4 separate regions of the Mus musculus genome follow, and all the other regions are linked to region 2. The links are chromatin contacts, called in public HiChIP or PLAC-seq and promoter capture Hi-C maps. All regions are on one chromosome and are shown on one strand. Each heading gives the region's core, a stretch centred on a gene start, on an enhancer-like site or on the middle of the called end of the contact. The rest is flanking DNA. Distances are from core to core; before and after follow the strand shown.

Region 1 (3,348 bases), core at 721-3,220, 570 kb before region 2:
AGAAAAAAATAAGATGATGTACATTAAGACGGATTATAGAGAATTACTGAACCGTGAATTCCATGGATGGTTGTATCTAAAATTACCCACAATCCTGAGCAAGGGCTTGGGGATCACTGTTTTTTCCTTTGTGCAAAAGGACAGCAAATCTATCCCTTGGTCATACCACATAAGTCTGGTTATAACTCTCAAAAAGACCCAACAGTTCAGGAAAGACAGTTCAAATAATTAAAGGACTGGAGGGATTGCCCTAGTGAGTGGGATTTGGGATGTTGGTTTGCATGGGGGGAGGGCTATCTGGGATTCATTTTAAGGGGTAAGCTTGAATGTGCCCCTGCAATTGCTGCCATAGAGATCTTACCATTGCAGAAAAGAAAAAAGAATTTGCTTTTAAGTCTTAGGGAGCTAACAGCTCAGATAAACTATGACCTAGTTAAAGACCTAGTCTCACTCCCTGTTTTACTACTGGTATTTTTGTGGCACACATTACTTCCGAATGGTATAATAGCATGCATTCTTTTGAATCGGTTCTCAAAGAATACATAGTTTTTAAATGTTTCCCTACTAGATAAACAGTTGATACCAGGAGAACAAATAGCTACTGAAAGGCTGGTGGGAAACTGCTGAAATCTTTGTGTCCAGCAGCCATTGTTAGGGGAGAGCACCCTTCCCAGCCCGACTGCACCATTCGAAATAGTAACAAAATATCAGGCTGCCTAATACCGCACACCTCCAAGCTGTGGAAGTGGCTCAAGACTTCTGAGTCTGGGATTCTGGCTGCTAGACTAACTTTAAAGTTTCTCCTGCTCTAAAACGCTGTTAATCTGGCTCTCAGTCTTAGTAGCTTTCCTTGCATTTATAGGTCCCAATCTTTGAGTAACGTGCTCTAAACTGAGAAACCATTTGTGAATTTAAACAAACGAGGGAAAAGCAACAAGTTAAGTCACACAGTTTTTAAAGCTCATCTGGCTGAATGGTTTTAATTTAAAACAGTTGTGTAGAAAATATAAAATGTGATTTGTTAAGATAAGAATAGTTCTTTAGTATTAGCATATTAAAATGCATAGAAAACCCACTAAATGAATATATGTACATCTAATTACAATGTAAAACTCCTTAAAGATTTTTATAGCAATCAAAATCATCTTATTCACAGGCATATCTGGGGAAAGTAGTCTTGTCCTTCTCGCACAATTTCCTGAATTAAATAGGTGCTGCCAAAATTGTTAAGATTAATACACCCCACCAACCTTTTCGTCTCCCCAGACAGAAAAAGTTTTGATTATAGGACCTGTTGAGAAAGTATTGCTAGGTGAGGATTCTCATTCAGCTCAGCCTAGGGATAAAGTCACGTGCCGTAGCAAAGTGAAATCTTTTCCCAACATTCTAAGCCCTAAGCGTCAGTTCTCCCCCCGCCCCCCGCGCGCCTGGATCTGAACCTGGAAAACGCCAACACCTTGGGATTCAGGGAAAACCCAAACTTTCCGATCCTGGCAGGGCCACCCTGAAGTGTGGATGTGCCCAGCACGGGCCAGCGCCCACCCATCCCTGAGCTTTCCCGCAGTTGCTGCGGTGTCACTGGTCCCCGACGCAGACAGGGCTAGAGTTAGGGTTTGGTAGCTCCCGCCCGCCCAGCAATGGTCTTTGGAATGTTGACAGCACTGCCCGATGGTTTCCCCTTCATGTCCTGGTTCTCTGATCTCTCTTGCCCCAGCCCTAAGGTGTTGAGAGAGATGAGGGGGATCATAGACCATGAGGGACCGAGGGGACTCTCCACGGAAAAGTTACTGAGCCACGCTACTTCTCTGGATCCTGGGGCTACATCAACCCCACTGCCTATGAGTGTCCCTGTCCCCCTGGGACTATGATCCATCTCACTCACCCAAGCGTTCGTGTAGCCCCCGGAAAGATGTGCTGCTACTGGTAGCAGCAAAAGTGGGGTCCGCCATCTTCAGAGAGTAGTTGAGAACCACTGGAGGTGGTTCTTGGGCGGCAAGGCGCAGGCGCCGCCTCTTCTTTGGCCTCTGCCGGGGCTGGGACCCCGGGGGGCGGGGCAGGGCGGGGCTCGGGTAGTCCCCGCACTTCCCATGAACCTTCAATATAGGTAGCATTAGCTCTCACATGCTTGTGGCTAAGCTGGCTGGAAAGCTATTAACTTTGTCTGAGGAAAGCCTTTCTTATATTGGCGGTTCTATTGTGATGCGTTCTGGGCTCCAGCCAATCAGCTGCCCACTTGGCCATTGACCGTTCTTTTCCTTTTATCGCCTCTACTTGATGAATGCTGCAACATTCCATAGTTCCCCATCCATAAGTTAACACCCATTTGCCAAGCATCTTCCTGTACTATGAGCGTTTATTACCTTTGAAGTATTACATGAAAAGCCCAGTTTGGGGGTAAAGGATGTGAGGGGTGAATAGATGATGTGTCACCTCTTTTTTTCGTGTATATGTTAACACATGGTTATGGGCAGGCAGTTATGGTTGAGGAAGGCCCAGGAGCCTCTTTATAGGATAAGCACTTGAATGAATTCTCTGAGTCTTCAAGTGATATTGGAACTGTAAACCGAAGAAGCTGATAGTGGTTACCCATCTTTTCCCTGTACCATGACACTTACCACTTACAGTAATACACAAACTTATTAGTCCCCTACTACCCTAGGAAGTATGTACCACTACTGTCCCAACTTACAGGCAAGGAAAGTAAAAATTAAAACCCTTTGTCTAGAGTCACCACAGTAAGTGACAGTATTGAAATATAGTCCCCAAGCTTCTCATTAGGGTACGCATGTACTTCATCTTAGATGAGGAAATTTCATTAGGTGAAGAAAGAGAAACGGGACCTGGAGTGATGGCTCATTGGATAAGAGTAAATCAAGCCCTCCAAGAGGACCTGAGTTTGATCCCCAGCACCCAAGTCAGATGGCTTACAACTGCACTCCAGGGTAACCCAGTGCCCACTTGCACTCAATCGCACCGCCCCCATACATACAATTTAAAAATAAAGATGAGGTGCTGGAGAGATAGCTCAGTGGTTAAGAGCACTGACTGCTCTTCCGAAGGTCCTGAGTTCAAATCCCAGCAACCATGTGGTGGCTCATAATCATCTGTAACGAAATCTGATGTTTTCTTCTGGGGTGTCTGAAGACAGCTACAGTGTACTTACATATAATAAATAAATAAATAAATCTTAAAAATAAAGATGAATCTTTTGAGAATAGAAAATAAATGTTATAACTTACAGTGCACAAACATGTGAAAGTACATCAAATGACCTTTAAATGTGGTCAAAAGGCATAAACAGGCCTCTTCGAAGGAAAGAAAATACAAATGGTCACTAAATGTTTACAA
Region 2 (3,040 bases), core at 194-2,693:
AACACTGCCTCAAGGGCTTTCTCATTCGTCTCTGTATTAAGCCCACCAATAAAGAGCTTTCCTGGGCGATCTGCTTCAACCATTTTTCCTCTTAACCGATGGGGGTCTGCTGAAAAATGGTATTATTATCTCTCTGTAGAAAGTCCCCAAAGTTTATTGAACAGCTTAATTATGGCTCATGTTTTGTTAAAATCTTTATTCTTTAGTAACTAAAGATACCAATAAACCTCAAGTGTGGTAGAAAATCAATTGAAATACTTTGGCTAACAGTGCAGCGCAATTTTCATTAACAGGGTTAAAAGGGCCTGCCTAATTTACCATCTTCATCTGCCCTGCTTTTAGTCAATGAAGAGCTACTCAACACTTAAAAAGGCTACTTTTAAATGTATTTTACTTTTAATATAAGATTGCAACCTTAGAGTGCAGGAATTAACAGAAGGGGGCCACCACACCTGGCTATGGTCTTGATCTCTTATCTTTAAAACATTCCGTTACCTATCAACCTACTTGCTATCCGCCCCACCGCCCCCAACCCGAAGCCAAAGGTATAAAAGACTTCCTATTCATTCAAGGTCACCAGCCAGACACACCAAGTAAGGAGCAAGCCCTTTCCACATTTAGATTCCCTAGTTAAGTTTAGGGACAAATCTCTACCTTAGGACAAAGTCGCTGCATCTAGCCCAACGAAAGATTGTTAGTTATCCGATCGAAAAGAAAAAGTGCCAGAGTCCGAAGATAACGGAACTCAGAATCACACACTCTTAACACTCTTTTCCAGTCCTGACACCTAATTAAGACTCATTAAAAACCGCGTGTTAAAGACAAAATGGCGACACTTGGAACGAACCCAGAACCACCAACAGCCTCCGGACGAACTAACTTTTGCATTGACAGTTGCAGCGAAAACTCAGAAAGCTTCCTCTCCTTGCCGCCAAGGACCAGAGGAAGCCTCAGAAGTCCACCAGCCTATCATTAGCACGGACGCTATTCTGGTGTTACTCCCGCGGTCCCAGCACGTCCCGCCCCACCTACAAAGCTGCGCCCTCCGCCCTCCCGCGACAGGGGACAGCCAAACCTCCGGGAGACGCACTCAGATAACTGACCCCATAATGTGCTGCTTCCACCCCTTCTGCTTTAAATAGGTTGACACCTTTGGGTGTCTTAAAATGGCGCCCGCCGCCACTATCTCCCGGGAAACAAATGACATCCAGCTCTAACAAGTCTGTATGGAAAACAGGCCAAGGAAAGGAAAGTCCTACCCGAGGGGACTGCGACGGTCTCAAGCTCCTCTGAGCTCGCCGACCGGACCTCCCGAGCAGCGCCGCACCAGTGACAGCTACCGATTTTCAGAACGGAACAGAAATGACGCTAGGACGACTGCGCAACGAGGGCGAACAAAGGAGACTGCAATCTTTATACTACCCGGGAACGAGGCTGAAGAACCCGGATGGAAATTAAGCTTAGAATTTGAAGCACGAAGGGAGGGGAGGGAGTGGTTCCCAGATTCTTCATTGGCTGTTCCCTTTGTCATTCACTAGTCACTCCGCCTCTTTCCTGTGTCTCTTAAAGTTCTGGCCGGTGCCGGATTTTAACCGTTTGCCCTGCCCCCATCCATTCTCCTCCAAGGCGCCTTTTAGCTTCGCTAAATATGCTAAAACACTGGACGGGATTTATTGACTAGAGAAGTAAATTTATTGAGCAACCTATTAGGTCAAACAAGGCGCAAAACTTTTACTTTTGCATGAAAATCCTAATTCCAAAAGCAATGTGAAAAAACGGTAGAATGCCAACGTTATAGAAATAAGAAACAAAGAAGTTTCGTTGATACTCAATAACTGGCTAAATTTTCTTGAGCAATAAGTAATACATTGGAAGAATCTGTTAAGTAAGTGTTAAGTGAAAACAGAACTTGATGACATTACAAAAATATCATTCATATAGAACGATTACTGAGTACCTACTTGATTTCTGTGCAAGTGAGACCAGAGTCAGGTGCCTCGGGGTTAAGACTGTCAAACAAAAATCCCTGACGATAGTTGGGAGTGCTTACCCACACATTTCATCCCAGTATTTGGGACGCTGAAGTAGGGCAGTTACGCGTTTCAGCACAGACTGGCTTTGTTAGAGTCTGTCTCAAACACCAAACCAAACAAAAAAAAAAAAATGCTACCAAGCATGCTTGAACTTTAAGTGAGCATTCTTAATTTGTTTTGTGTTTTGAGACAGTACCAGTCAGGCTGAGAGTGGTCTTGGAATTCACAGCTCTGATCCTGCCTCAGATTTCCAAGTGCTGGAATTACAGGCATGAGCTACCAGACCAGGTTCTGCATTCTAAATTTTTATCTGCTTGTGAAAGAAAAATAACAATTTAACCTAGAGGGGATTTTCTTTTCATTTCTTTTCTTTCCTTTTTCCTTTTTTCTTTTTCTGTTCCTGTCTGGCTGTCCTACAACTTGCTCTGCAGACCAGGCTGGAGATCCCTGTCTTTGCCTCCCAAGAAAAACGATTTTAGATACCAGCCTTTTATACTATGGATCATATTTCCTCATATGGGGTGATAGAATTGAATGTGGGCATAGTAGTAAAAGTGGCAATAATAAAAGGTTTCTGATACATAACAAAAATTCAATTCAAAATCAAATATATATGAGATATGTGGAAAGATTTATTAGAATGACTTACAGACTGTGGACCAGGTAATGCGACAATGACTGACTATGAACCCAGAAGTTCCTCAGTCCACGAGGCTGGATGTAGAGGCTGGTCTTCAGTAGATGCTAGAATCCCTAAAAAGTAGGCTCTAATGCCAGTGAAGGAATGCACTTGCTAGCAAGGTGAGAGCAAGCAGGCAAAAAGCAAAGGCTTTCTTATTCCAAGCCCTTATCTAGGACTTGGAAAGTATAGCACAGATTAAAAGTGGTTTTAGTACTCAGGATCTGGATTAAAGGTGTGTTTTCCTGCCTCAAGACCCAGATAGTCTTCCCACATCAAAAGATCTGAATTACAGGTGTGTCTTACCAGAAAGGTCAGGATAAGAAGT
Region 3 (3,496 bases), core at 672-3,171, 650 kb after region 2:
TCCTATGAGAGGAAACTGACAAATAACAATGATAACCTAATAACTACTAAAAAATGTGCTTCTCATGATTCCCTCCTGATTTGTATACAGCAAATGTCTTGAAATTATGTTTATGCATTTCTTTTTCACAAAGAAAACTTGGTTTCTTTGAATCCTTTGATTTTTTTTTTTCTTGCCCATAATCTAGCATAGGGAATGCATATTTATATTCTTGAATGCAAACGAAGCAACCTAAGACAGTAACCACACACCCCAAGTCACAAATGCTAAAGCTCCAAGTCCAAGCTTGGTCCTTAGTAATATACTCCTTGAAAATGAGTAGGTTAGCATAATATCTCAAGATGAGGGGAAAGGGGGTGGGGGTGGGGTGTTTCCAAGCATGGCTGGTGAGCTCTGGCCTCCATCAACTTTGGAAGGCTCAAAGATCAGCATCTAGGGTAAGACTGTCTAGTAGGTTCCAGACATGGTGTGCTCCGAATTTCTGCTTGACTTCTTGTTGCCTATTTTACCCCTGGCTTCCATACCCCGCTTTCCTAAGAAATCTGCCCAAACCAGCGGTCCTTGTAAGTCCAGTGCCTTGTAAGTTTTTGAAAGGCTCTGCCACAATGTGAATGGAGGGTACCACTGTAACTAGTATCTAAGCTTGTTTTCTGTCACTGGCCCTGAAGCTCCAAGGCTCCAGTTGGGCTCTAGCATGGGGGAAGGCGAGGAGAGTCACTCTAGGGATTTCAGAAGTCCTTGGGGAGCCCCTGTCCACACACCAAATTCTTCTAAATCTCCGCTTGAGGTTTGGGCAGGGAGGAGGGGACCTCATTTCCTAGGGTCAATTCTCTCGCGGTTTCTGCCCGCTGACCCTTTGACCTCCACCAACAGGGCCCTTGGCGGCCATAAGCTAGCGGATCGCCTTGGGCTCCGAGGACGCTTCGCGCCCCATCGCCTCTCGGCCTCATTAGGCCGGCGGGGCTGTAAAGCAGAAATCAGCTTCGGCCTAATCCCGACCTGGGGTCAATTCGAGCCCAAACAATAGCGATCTCCTAAGACTACAGCATAGCGCTGCCAGCAAACTTTGTGTTCAATTCCTTTTCCACTGGCGGTGGGGGTTGGGGGGAGGTGAGGACGCTGGTCCGCGAAGGAAGAACACTTGCGACATCCGCATCACTCGGCAAACGCCCTCTTGCTAGGCTCTCCAAAGAGCATCTGCAGTGCCGGGAATGGAGGCGGCGAGGCTCCTGCATTCCCTGAGTATGAGGCTGATCCAAAAGGGGCCTCCTCGGCACTGCGAACACACTTTGAAGTGGGTTTTTAGCGCGCACGTGTGAGAGCTCGGCCGGGGCCTTAGCTGGGACCCGCAGGGAGGAAAGAGGAGGCTCCGGTCCGGGCTTCAACCCCGCCCCTGCTCCCCGTGGCTTCGGCCTTTTCAAGCCGAGGCCGGGGACTTTAGGACTCCCCCCACCCCCACGCCCGCGGTCGCGGCGCGCAGGCGCAAAGCCTTGCAGCCGTCGAGCAGGATTTTGCGGCCAGGGGGTTGCGGGGGAGGTTGAAAGCAGCCTAGCGGGGAGGGCGGCCTCGGCTAAGGTGGGGGGGGGGGGCAGGAAAGGAGAGGGATGTGGAAAGGAGGGTTGGTTTGGGGGCGGCTCTGGAGTCGGGAACATGGCGGCCGGATGCGAACCCCCGCAGAGCGCTGCACAACGCAGACTACGGGGCTGCCGTGCTGTGTTGTCCTTGAGATTTCCCTGGTTATTCCTCAGCGCTGGCGCCTCGCGGGACAATGTAGGTCGTGGCAGTTGGACGCAGTTTAAAAACAAACAGACAAAAAACGGAAGCGAAGAAGTTCTTTTTGGGCAATCTGGTGGGAAATGGATGTGCTCTTTCGGGGTTTTGGGGGCTCTCAAAATATTTGGGAGAACAAAAACCCAACAGAAGAAGCTCCGGGCACACACAAACCCTTCTCATGTGGTGTGTGTGTGCGATTTCGCGTTAACCGTGCCCTTGTTGGAATTCCACAGCACCTTCGAGTCCTTAAAAAACGAACAACAGTGGACAATGTGTTCTCTTCTCAGGACAATGGTCAATCCAGTTTGGAGGGAAACAGAGGCTTGTCGACCCAGTTGTACCTTTGAGAGATTATATTCTATCCTTTCCCCGGGCCTTGTTTTCTGCACAACTCATTTAACGAACGCACCCCCCGCCCCAAACACACACAAAATCAGCACCTTTAACTCTTTTGTGTGTGTACACAGCTGGTACTCTTAGGTTAAAGGGGCCCGAAATATTCAAAACTTTAATTCAGTTTTTGGCTTAACTGCCTCATGCCAGAGTGTGAAACTCTGTGGTCTCGAGCTCCTGTTTCCTGCACAGGAAAATAAAAATGCCACGGATTCATCTTTATACGGGTCGCAGTGAGGAAAATGACATCTTAAAAGGTGGACTGTGTTGACTTCCCTCTTCTCTAAGCAAATAAGGTGCACGAACTCTTCTAGGTGCTCCTAAAGACCAGCGTCTGAGCGAAAGAACAACCTGCTTGGGGTTGTCCACTATCAAGCATTCCAGCTTCTGGAGATGTGGGGCAGTTCCTGATGGCCACCTTGGGAAGGGCCCCAGGTGGGTGGGCAGGTCATTAGCAAGTCTGGCACTGATCTGGGGGAAATCTGCAAAACAGTGCCTTTATCTGCAGAGAACAATCGGTGGGGTTGTCTTTCCTTCTTTTCAATGCACAAAGACAGAGGCTTTGGAGCAAGAATTTGGACTATGCATTTAAGTTGTGGTGTTTTGCATTGAAAACCTCTGGGCAATTAAAATTAGCATGCTCCATAGTATTTTCTGTGCTTTTATGTGTGATTTCTGCATGTCAAAGGAGCTGGAGACTCTTCAGCAGTTTGAAAACTTTTTTGAAATTGCCACCAAGTTAATTTTCCCCCCTCTTTCCTGTGGGTGAAGTTTCCTTCCCAGGCTTGGCCACCCTATATGACCAAGGTGGAATGATCTACTGACATCTTTGGGAGAACAAATGAAATAAATTGAGTTTGCTTGATAATTGCTTTTCTGTCTGAACTCTGCCTGAATTTGTTAGCTTTTTTTCCCCTCCTGATTAAATCTTGATATCAAGTTTGGAAAAAAAAAAAAAAGGAAAATTCTTTCAATTGGAAAAGTGTTCGCCATGGGTTAGTCAGTTAGGGGTTTGAGCTTGGATTCTCTTCAGTTGACTTTAAAATCAAGCTAAGAATCCTTGGGATTCCTGAGCTGTCTTTGGGGTCACTTCATATATAAATTGGTTGGCATTTCTTTCTTTTTTTTTTTAATAGGAATTATGTGAATGGAATTTCTGGAAAATGGGGCAACTTATCTTTGTGACTCCAAAAGGCAGTGCTTTTCTCACTGGGGTTTTTGTTTCTCTCCTAACTAATGGTTGAACTGTACAGCTTGAAAAGCTTAAGTTTGCAGGAAGCATTTGAAGAGAGAACTGTTCACACCACTTGGACTAATGGTAACTTAACAC
Region 4 (3,484 bases), core at 807-3,306, 660 kb before region 2:
TTTCACACAGTATTGACTACTACAATCAGGACTTCCTTGTGGGACAGACTGGAGTCTAGTGGCGCGTCAGTTTCCAGATCATACCCAACTTGGCCAACACTGCTCAGCTACACATACTTCTGGCTCTCTATTCAATCCTAATCCTCATGTTACATGGATTTGGGAGTCACTAGACCTTCATTTGTTCTTCTCAATGTGGCTCCATAGAATAAATTGTCTTCCTTTCTCCACTTTTTACTATCACTTGGGACTTGAATTGGCAGAGCAGAAACAGGTGGTGGAGCCGACCTTGTTAGGCCTGCCAGAGCCCAGGCTTTGATCTGAGAATCTCCAGTAACTGGCTCTCTGTCCAGAGCCACCCAGAGCTTTTGCACTGAGTGCTCTTGGCTGTTTCTTTCTGGTTGAGCCCAGGGCTGGTATGCAGGGGAGCTGCTTGAAGTGGTGCTAATTGTTCCAGGCCTTCCCATGATGGCCTGGGGCGGATCAGTCTCCTTTCCTAAGAAATGTGTGGGGAGACTTTTTTTGCAAATCCAGAAATACCAGACCTCAGTGAGCCTAAGGGCTCAGAAAGAGAAAAGAGGCGTAGGCTCTGGGTAGCAAGATAGAGAAAGGAATTTTGCAAGTAGCTATTGGGTCGGGTAAAAGAGGCCATCACTTGAATTTTGAAGCTGGAGGGGGGGGGACGGGGGGACGAGCTAACAGCAGTGTTTAGACCTTTTGCTTGGTTTAAATACACAGCTGCTCCGCCTCATCTGCTTCCACATAAAGGGCTGATTCTCCCCTCTCCTAGCTGGCCTTCATGTTTTTAAATCAAGACTTTGGATTCCTTTAATGAACCTCTCTCCTGACTCACTAGACATTCTAAGTACTGACTATTCTCACCTTTCAAAGTTTTCCTCGACCCTACTCCTTCCTTCTGGTCCTTTTCGGGTCCTCTTTAAAAGGAAAAAAAAAAAAGCAGGTTTCTCTAGTTCACCTGCAATTCCTTCAACCCTCTTCTAACCAAGTCCTTCTACTTCCCTCCACTGACATGGTGGGATTCTCCTGGCTTCCTTGCCTCTGCTCCTTCTGTTTGGAAAGTTATCCCTTGGTTCTTTACACCCACTGCTTTTATACCATGCAAGGCTTAGATTAAATACTACCTTCTTTCTCGCATTATTTATACACCCTTTTATCCTGCAGTTTATCCCACTGTGTTTATTTTCTCACTTGCTCATAATCTGTCTTCTTCCACCAATAAAGCCGAGTGTGTGCACAACTGTGCTGTATCTACAGCATTTGGCACAGTACTGGGCACATGCTGAGGGCTCACTGAACTGAACTAGGGAAAGAACGACGGAGTCAGTCACTATGTGAAGCTCTGCTGTGAGAGCTTTAGGAATGATGGAAAGCCCTCTGAATAAAGGCTCTTTTCGTTCTGTCCAGCTTGTTATTAAGGGGAGAGGTCGTCGGTGGGTCTTTCAGTGTGGTGGGAACCAAGAGATCTGCAATCACTGGCTGTACTGGGCTGTGCAGGTCAGCGAGGCCCCTGGAGAGGCTAGAGGCCACCTTGGCTGTCTCTCTTTGTTGCTCCCACCTCCCGGGCTCTGGCCGTGGCTGCCTGCAGTGACTCGTGACTCCCCAGCAGCCAGCGAAGGCCTGAGCCCGCGAGGGAGGGGGGCGGTGGGCGCCCCTGGCCCGCCCTCCGCGTGCCCTTCGGACGCTTGCAGGGGGTGCTCCGGGAAGCCGCGCCACCGCGGGCTCGCGGCCACCTCTCGCGCGCACTGTGCGCGCCTAGCCAGCGGCTTGGCCTCTCCCGAGGCGGGGCCCACGCAGCCGCGCCCCCTTCCCGCGCTTGCCCGACTGGGCTCCCGCGCGCGAGCGCGATCTGCCCGCACCGCAGCCCCTCGCACCACGGGCAGAGCCCAGGCGGACGCGCGCTCCGCCCTACCCCTCCCCGCCCCGAGTGGGCTGCGCCCGCCCCCGCTCCCGCCCCCGCCCCCGCCCCCGCGCGTGCTCCCTCCTCCCTCCCTCCCACCCTCTTGCGCCCCTCCCCGTGCGCCCCTCCCGCGCCCTACATCCACCGCCCGGCCGAGGGGGCTCAGTCCTGTGCTGCCGCTGTCGCCGCTGCGCTTTGGTCTCGGAGCTGGCAGCGGCCGCCGGTGCCGCCTAGACAGCTGCGCGGGTGAGCATCCCCAGACAGTAAGCCCGCTTTCCCTCCGCGAGTGTGTGTGTGTGTGTGTGTGTGTGCGCGCGCGTGTGTGTGCGTGTGTGTGTGTGTGTGTGTGTGTGTGTGTGCGTGTGCGTGTGTGTGTGTGTGTGTGTGCGCACGCCTCCGGCGTCCCCGGGGAGCCGCAGCTCGTGCTCCGTGGCCGCTACTCCGGGGCTGCGCGGACCTGCTGGGCTTGGGTACCTGCGGCCTCCGGCCTCCGCTGCCTCGCCCACGTTGGGGGCTGAGGAACCTGGGGCTCCAAGGTCCCTTAGGGTGCGTGCCTAAGCCTCCTCCCCAGGGCTTTCGCTCCCCTGGGGGCCGGGATGCAGGGGGGCGGCTTTGGGTGTTTCCTCTGCAAGGATGGAGGGTGGGAGTAAAAAGAGGGGGCTTTTGGTTTTCTCACCCAGGATGGCGGGCAGTGGGGGTTGGGCGAGGTGGGAACACCTTTGGTTTTTGTTTTTGGTTTTTTTTTTTTCTTTTTCTTTTTAAAGGATAGCTAACAGCAGTTGAGAAGAGCAGGGGATGATGATGACGATGGGGGGGGGGCTTCATTGGTTTTTACATTAAGGATGGCGCCTGTTGGGCAGGGGAGGAAGGTGAAACCTGCCTTGGTTCTTGGAGATGTTGAGGGAACTGCTGTGCTCCCTTTGGGGATGCTGGGGAGGAGGCAGTGGGAGGACTGGAGTGCAAGGAGAATGGTGATGGAGGGAGAAGGCTGGTCGTGGTTCTGCTCTCTGAGGGGGAATGGCAGTGATATGGGGGATGGGGGTGGGAGAGGGGACTGGATTTCAGCTTCAGCATGGAGGCAAGTGGAAGGTTCTAGCACTTAGGTTGAGCCTTGGTTGAGCCTTGGCAAAGTGGGTTAGGTAGACTGCTGGGTGTGACCTTTCAATTTCAGAAAGCTTAAAATTCCCACTAGATGCAGTTCTGGGCTCCTGGGAAGAGGTTTCTGCTTCTCAAGTTCCCATTGCTTAGTCTTCCACAACTGGTAGAGGTTTGAATGAGAAAGGCCAAGGGAAACAGTGAATGTGCTGTGTATTTTCTGCATTTGGGCCTTTCAAGTTTCTTGGGTTCATTCTGATTACAACGACACCTCCCCCCCCCCCCCCGCCATACACACACACACACAAACACACACACACACACAACTAGGGTAGCACATTGGGAACAGGAGACAAGAAAGTGTATGAATGTGATTTCAGATTTGGTTTTGGGATTTCCTGAAGGGCAAGAGTTCTGTCGTAGAAATGCAGCAAGAGTGGAACACATGTCTTTGCTGGAAGTCCTCTGTTC

Evidence for each region. Promoter capture Hi-C pulls out the DNA fragments that hold promoters and counts their contacts. HiChIP or PLAC-seq counts read pairs in DNA pulled down with a chosen protein or histone mark.
Region 1: a promoter capture Hi-C map of hippocampal neurons shows a contact between it and region 2, with 3 times the contacts expected there. The contact joins the promoter of Map7d3 here to the promoter of Rbmx in region 2. A contact is called at or near these places in 2 of 39 promoter capture datasets (the 3T3-L1 cell line and hippocampal neurons).
Region 3: an H3K27ac HiChIP or PLAC-seq map of embryonic stem cells shows a contact between it and region 2, with 3 times the contacts expected there. The contact joins the enhancer-like site here to the promoter of Rbmx in region 2. A contact is called at or near these places in 8 of 39 promoter capture datasets (cranial neural crest, embryonic stem cells, hippocampal neurons and 4 more), 4 of 484 Hi-C or Micro-C datasets (cerebellum and embryonic stem cells) and 10 of 115 datasets of contacts at active chromatin or transcription factors (astrocytes, embryonic forebrain, embryonic hindbrain and 5 more).
Region 4: a contact with region 2 is called in an H3K27ac HiChIP or PLAC-seq map of embryonic stem cells, with 5 times the contacts expected there. The contact joins the promoter of Fhl1 here to the promoter of Rbmx in region 2. A contact is called at or near these places in 1 of 39 promoter capture datasets (neural stem cells) and 2 of 115 datasets of contacts at active chromatin or transcription factors (astrocytes and embryonic stem cells).

Annotation. Positions count from the first base shown.
Region 1 is chrX:56,820,355-56,823,702 of GRCm38.p6, forward strand. It overlaps Map7d3 (MAP7 domain containing 3), which reads right to left and starts at 1,971. Exons shown (of 16, transcript NM_177293.3): 1 at 1,883-1,971. The coding sequence starts at 1,949.
Region 2 is chrX:57,391,593-57,394,632 of GRCm38.p6, forward strand. Rbmx (RNA binding motif protein, X chromosome) reads right to left here and starts at 1,444. Exons shown (of 9, transcript NM_011252.4): 1 at 1,260-1,444; 2 at 1-106. The coding sequence starts at 83.
Region 3 is chrX:58,037,265-58,040,760 of GRCm38.p6, forward strand. No RefSeq gene overlaps it. Among named protein-coding and RNA genes, the nearest start is that of Zic3, 8.4 kb to the left of the region's middle. Within about 2 kb of position 1,922, at least 75 of the 459 cell types and tissues checked have an H3K27ac peak or open chromatin away from gene starts, as enhancers often do. A contact at or near this core is called in cerebellum, embryonic forebrain, embryonic stem cells and 2 more, where this site is marked.
Region 4 is chrX:56,729,705-56,733,188 of GRCm38.p6, forward strand. It overlaps Fhl1 (four and a half LIM domains 1), which reads left to right and starts at 2,057. Exons shown (of 7, transcript NM_010211.3): 1 at 2,057-2,164.